2 separate regions of the Mus musculus genome follow, and region 1 is linked to region 2. Evidence: chromatin contacts called from public ChIA-PET data. All regions are on one chromosome and are shown on one strand. Each heading gives the region's core, a stretch centred on a gene start, on an enhancer-like site or on the middle of the called end of the contact. The rest is flanking DNA. Distances are from core to core; before and after follow the strand shown.

Region 1 (2,864 bases), core at 202-2,701, 75 kb after region 2:
CTGAAGACCTCAGTGGACTGTGACACAGAAAGAAGTATAAATGCCAAGTTGTCACAGATCTGAGGAACAGAAACCATAACCAAGGCAACTCTTTCTTTTTTTTCTCTCTCTTTTTTTGGTTTGGTTTTTCTGAGACAGGGTTTCTCTGTATAGCCCTGGCTGTCCTGGATCTCACTTTGTAGACCAGGCTGGGATTGAACTCAGAAATCCACCTGCCTCTGCCTCCCGAGTGCTGGGATTAAAGGCGTGTGCCACCACGCCTGGCCACAAGGCAACTCTTATGACAATATTTAATCAGGGCTGGCTTACAAATTGAGAGGTTCAATCCATTATCAAGGTGCCAGAGCATGGCAACATCCAGGCAGGCATGGTGCAGGAGGAGCTGAGAGTTCTACATTTTCATCTGAAGGCTGCTAGCAGAATACTGCTTCCAGGCAGCTAGGATGAGGGTCTTAAAGCCCACACCCATAGTGACTCACCTACTCCAACTGGGCCACACCTTCTAATAGTCCCATTCCCTGGGCCAAGGATATGCAAACCATCACAGACTCCAACTCCAGGTCCTCCTGTTTCTGCCTCTGCCTTTGCTACCTAAATGCCTCAATTACAAGACACACGTGTCCATGCCTAGTTCAGAGGTCCTTCCTTCCTTCCTTCCTTCCTTTTTGAAACAGAGTCTCTTACTAAACTCACTGTATAGACCAGGCTGATCTCTACCTCACAGAGACCCTCCTGCCTCTGCCTGCAATGTTTTGGGAACCAGCTGACCAATTGAGGAAGGGTCTCATATAGCCCAGGTTGACCTGGAACCAGTTATGTAGCCAAGGCTAGTTTATAATAATCCTTTTGTGACTACTTCCCAAATGCTGGGATTGATTATAGAAATGGGTCTCTTGTTGAGTTCTTCAGACTCCACATACCAAACCCAATAGGCATTTACTCATGCTAAAGTCTGGGGTAGAGGGCCCAAGCCAAGCACCCCCAAAACAAGAGGGAAAGCAATAACAGCCAAATCTCTACATTGCTGTTTTAGCCAGTACCATAAGGATATCACCCCCACCTTATTTAACCTTTACAAGGATTCTTTGAAACCACAGGTGTAACTCTTTGTTGCTGCTCTCCTTGAGCGTCACTTGTCTATAAGGCCAATATCTGCTGCTCATTCTATAAAATGCTAGTGTTGCAAATAAATGCTAAGAAAAATCTTTAAGGTAAATTTGTTGTAATTTCTTCTTTTAGCACTAAGAACTTTAGAAAGCTTTGTTAGGAGAAGGGTAGCCTAAAGAATACTGAAAGAATAATTACAAAAATTCCTGTTCGGATCTTGGTTTAGAGAGTTACTTGAGTAAGCAAGATTCTGCAGCCTACAGTAGCCGAGCGACCAAAAGCGGGAGGAGTTGCTACTAGCAGGCTAGGCGGGAACGCAGACGCAGCTCCCGGAAGTCCCGCCCGACTGAGCGGTTCCTTGGGGGAAGACGTGCCGTTTTGGCGGGGAATTGTGACGTCCGTGGAGCCCGGGTACCTGCTCCGGCCGCGGCCAGTAGACCGATTGGCAGGACAGCGGGTGCGAGCGGCTGGGTCTCGGGACCCGGGGGGTACCGCGAGGTGTTCCAGAAGCTGGAGCGTGGGCACTGGAGGGCTGCCTCCACCGCAACGGCGAGACGGAAGTCCCGCGGCGGCCCGAGCCCGGATTCCGGGCGGTACCGGGTGCTCTGGGAGCGGCGGTGCCCGGGCTTCCGGCTCTGGCAAGCCCGGCCGCCTCGCGCGTAGAGGCGGGTCCTCACCGCGTAAGAAGGGGAGCTGGATGAGCGCTTGTGTGGCGCGGGGAGACAGAACCACTCTCCGCCCCGAGGCCGCCGACTCCCGGAGGAACGTTCTTTCATTCCCTTGCTGGACTCAGGGCATAACTGTTGACCTGACATCACAGCTCCTGCTTGTCTCGGGCCCGTGGGAACTCAGGCCTTCTGGATCTCAGTCCGCTGCTGTGTGTGAGAGTAAACACCAAACGGCTCGCTGCTTTTCTCCGTTCTGGGCGTGATTAGGCGAAAGACGACTTTAGTCCCTTTCTGATTTTAACGTTGGGTAGGTCTCATTAGCATATGAAGATGGCTGCACCTAAAACCTCCATCCCTTCCTTAGCCGAATGTCAGTGCGGGATCTGTATGGAAATCCTCCTAGAGCCTGTAACCCTACCTTGCAACCACACGCTCTGTAACCCATGCTTCCAGTCCACTGTTGAAAAGGCCAATCTATGCTGTCCCTTCTGTCGTCGCCGGGTCTCTTCGTGGACTCGGTACCATACCCGAAGAAATTCTCTGGTCAATACAGACCTGTGGGAGATTATTCAAAAACACTATGCAAAGGAATGCAAGCTTAGAATCTCTGGACAAGAATCAAAGGAAATCAGTAAGTAAAATTAAGCATGTTTATTGGGTAAAACGGCCCAAAATCCCTTTGAAAGGGAACCATTTTTGTTTTTGCTTTTCGAGAAAGGGTTCCTCTGTGTTGCCCTGGCTGTCCTGGAACTCACAATGTAGATCAGGCTGGCCTCGAACCCAGAGATCCACCTACCTCTGCTTCCTGAGTTCTGGGATTAAAGGTATGAGCCACCATCGCAGGGCTCGAACCATCATTTTCTAATTTAAAGAAAAAGAAAAAGAAGGCTAAATAGTCTGAATCGTGAGGATTTGTGGTTTTATAAGCCCTGCCCACACATCAGTTAAAGTCAAGGACAGAGTTACATCACGTGTAGTAATGGTCAAGTTGTGTTCATCTGCTGTGAATTAGGGTTTTTTTTTTTTTTTTAACATTTTTTTAGACATGTTTTGAGACACAGTTTTATTACTGTGTAGCATGGGATAGCC
Region 2 (2,956 bases), core at 318-2,817:
ACAAATGATAAGGAAATGTGCACTATAAAACATGCTTCGATCTGCGTTACCAGAAGACGATATGGAATCTCCCTGGAAATTGCAAGTAAACAGACTATATCCCAGATCCGTCGCATTCTCCCAGGGTGGTTCAGAGGCAGCTTTACAGAGCCCTACAGAAACGGTCTAAAACCTGTGTCCCTCGTCCCTCTTTGGTTCAGTCTAGAGCCAGTTTTAAAAGTAGGTCTCCCTCCCTCTCTCCTCCCTGAGGCGTATTCTCTCTGTGTAGCCCTGGCTGTCCTGGAATTCATTCTGTAGACCAGGCTGGCCTAGAACTCAGAAATCTGCCTGCCTCTACCTCCAGTGTGCTGGAAATAGGGACGTGTACCACAACAGCCTAGCTAGAAATGGTTACACATGAAACCATCTTCCATTAGCGCCTTAGTCTAGTACCTCAGTCATGTGAGGGGTTGGGACTGTGTTGTTACAATTCATTCACAGACCAGAGGCTGAGGTTCAGAAAGGGCCAGTGACTTCCCTGAAATCCAGCAGGTAAAATCATGCAAGAGACTGGTGACTTAGGCACTCTCTTGAGAGATCGTATTCTCCACAAAGCCTCTGCTGTGACATTGGTGTGGAAAGGTTATTTAGGGTGCTGTGCCTGTAGGTTTTGGTGAAAAAAACCAGAAGGTCCTAGAATCACATTTTCCGGGGATCTTTGCAGAATTCTTCATTACCTCTGTTTTGATACCCAACTACGCATGTCCTGTTCCCAGGCAACTTCCCTGTGGCATCCATGTGTGTACAATGCTACATGCCTGACTGCAGGTAGAGTCCTTGCCCTCCTACCCTGTCAACCAAAGATCCAGCAAGTGAATGAGAAGCATGGAGACATGAGAAACAGAAGCCCTTGCCTTCCAGGTGGTTGGAGGTAAATATGATGGATCTAGGTGAAACGTGCTCGTTCATGCTGTGTCTCTAAGTTCCATGGAGACTGGATGGTAATTATATGGATGGATTGATCCATAACCCTGACAGTCAGGGAAAAATGGAGAAAATATCAAAAGTGAATGATGTCAACTTGATAATGCAGAATTCACCCGGGGAAACACACATGACTTTGGGGGATGATCTTGATTGCCTTAGTGGAAATGGGAAGTTCTGCCCACTGCGGGCAGCATCATTCCCCAGGCAGGAGAAAGCGAGCTGATCACCAGCATGTGCACATTCCTTGTCTCTACGACAGTGGATGAATGTGACCACTGCCCTCAAGCTCACGAGGTTTTGAAATCCCTGCTGTGACCCCTTCTCTCTTAGGTTGCTTTTGCCAGGTCATCTTTATAGCAAGAGGAAAAGAAACTATCACAGAAGGGAAGAGGGGCAGCAAGAGAGAAGCTAGAACTTTCTTGGCCGAAAATTATAATGAATTAGGTAAAAACCAAAGAATAAAAAGCCAGGTCCTCAAAGGCATTGAGCCAATCCTCCTCCTTCAGAAGACTTCCTTGCGTTTGGCAGAAGACCTATGGACGGAACTCACCACAGGGTGTGGGTTAGACTGGGAAGTGGAACTGAGGAACTAGTTAGCTTTTGTCACTTCACGGGGTTTCCTCCTGCAAGCTCCTCCCTGCGGATTACCCCTGGCACCCCAACCTACCCCATCCTCAAATGTGTTGCTGCTGCCCCCTGCTGGATGAACCCTGTCAGACCCCCCACACACACACACACAACCCCTACTGGAAGGCCGCCATTTTCCACATGCAGGCAGGAGCTGTAGGAGGCAGGCAGGCAGTAAAATAGTATTTAAACATAGCCAGAGACCAAAATAAATCCGTTCTGGAAAAGGTCTGAAACCTCTGGCTAGTAATCAATATACAAGCTTGTGAAAGAGGGAGAGCAAGAGCGAATGGGGGCAGAAAGCCACCTGGAGGGGGAGGCATGAAGGCCTCAACTGTCTGCCTTGTGCCCTGGATCCATCTGAAGTAAACTCCCCTCCCCAAAGACAGTGTTATACGCTCAGGGAGGTTTGCAAAGACTACATGGCTAAGAGAACACCTTTCAAGCTCTTCAGTGGCCCTTTCTTCCCTCTTATTCCAGAGATCCAGACTTAGCCATTACCTTCCATGTTAGCCTTGCTTCACATGCCTCCCCATCTCCCAGCCGTTGTTCCCGTTCAACTGACCTTTTCACAGTGCCCACGTTCTCCCTCCTCGCCCCACTGTCACTCTAGCATCTATGTTCTCTCCTACTCACACCCCAACACTTAACAATCTATTAATAGCATCTCTGTGTGTGTGTGTATATGTGCATATAGAGATGAAACAAAACTGAACAAAAATGAAATAACAGAAATGTATATAGAGAGATGGATAGATATAGATATATATAGAGAGAAGGTTTCTCTGTGTAGCTCTGGTTGTCTTGAAATTTACTCTTAGACTGGCCTCAGACTCACAGAGATCCACCTGCCTCTGCCTCCAGAGAGCTGGGATTAACAGGTGTGCACCACTGTGCCTGGCCAGAAGAGATAAATTACTTAAACCAATAATTTCTTCATTGTATTTTGTATCTTTTGAATTTTGAACTATGTAACCATAACTCATATTCAAAAAATAAAATCATTTTTTGTTTAGTTTTTTTTTAAAAGATAGGGTCTCATATAGCCTAGGCTGGCCTCAGATTTGATATGCAGGCAAGAATAACTATCCTTGAACTCCTGATCATCCTGCCTCCACTCACAAGTTCTGGGATTAGAGGTATCCATCACCAAGACCAAGGCAGTTCGGGGAGCAAGCCCAAGGCTTCCTGCACAGGCAATCACCTTTTCACCAACTGAGGCATGCCTCCAGCCCTTATTGGTTTGCTTTTAATCAGAAGTAGATGAGAAATCTTGGAAACATAACATATATAGTAATTTAAAATAATCAGTGGACAGAATAAACTCTGCTTTAAACATGAACTGTGAACTAGAACATGGTAA

What was found. ChIA-PET counts read pairs in DNA pulled down with a chosen protein or histone mark.
Region 1: an RNA polymerase II ChIA-PET map of memory CD8 T cells shows a contact between it and region 2, with 304 read pairs. The contact joins the promoter of Rnf168 here to the enhancer-like site in region 2. A contact is called at or near these places in 3 of 39 promoter capture datasets (embryonic stem cells, macrophages and pre-B cells), 3 of 484 Hi-C or Micro-C datasets (the HPC-7 cell line, large pre-B cells and pre-B cells), 9 of 115 datasets of contacts at active chromatin or transcription factors (the 230-238 cell line, the SCID.adh cell line, cardiomyocytes and 5 more) and 3 of 9 other capture datasets (adipose tissue, liver and pancreatic islet).

Annotation. Positions count from the first base shown.
Region 1 is chr16:32,276,010-32,278,873 of GRCm38.p6, forward strand. It overlaps Rnf168 (ring finger protein 168), which reads left to right and starts at 1,452. Exons shown (of 6, transcript NM_027355.2): 1 at 1,452-2,406. The coding sequence starts at 2,100.
Region 2 is chr16:32,201,239-32,204,194 of GRCm38.p6, forward strand. No RefSeq gene overlaps it. Among named protein-coding and RNA genes, the nearest start is that of Bex6, 23 kb to the left of the region's middle. Within about 2 kb of position 1,568, at least 76 of the 459 cell types and tissues checked have an H3K27ac peak or open chromatin away from gene starts, as enhancers often do. A contact at or near this core is called in the 230-238 cell line, the HPC-7 cell line, the SCID.adh cell line and 2 more, where this site is marked.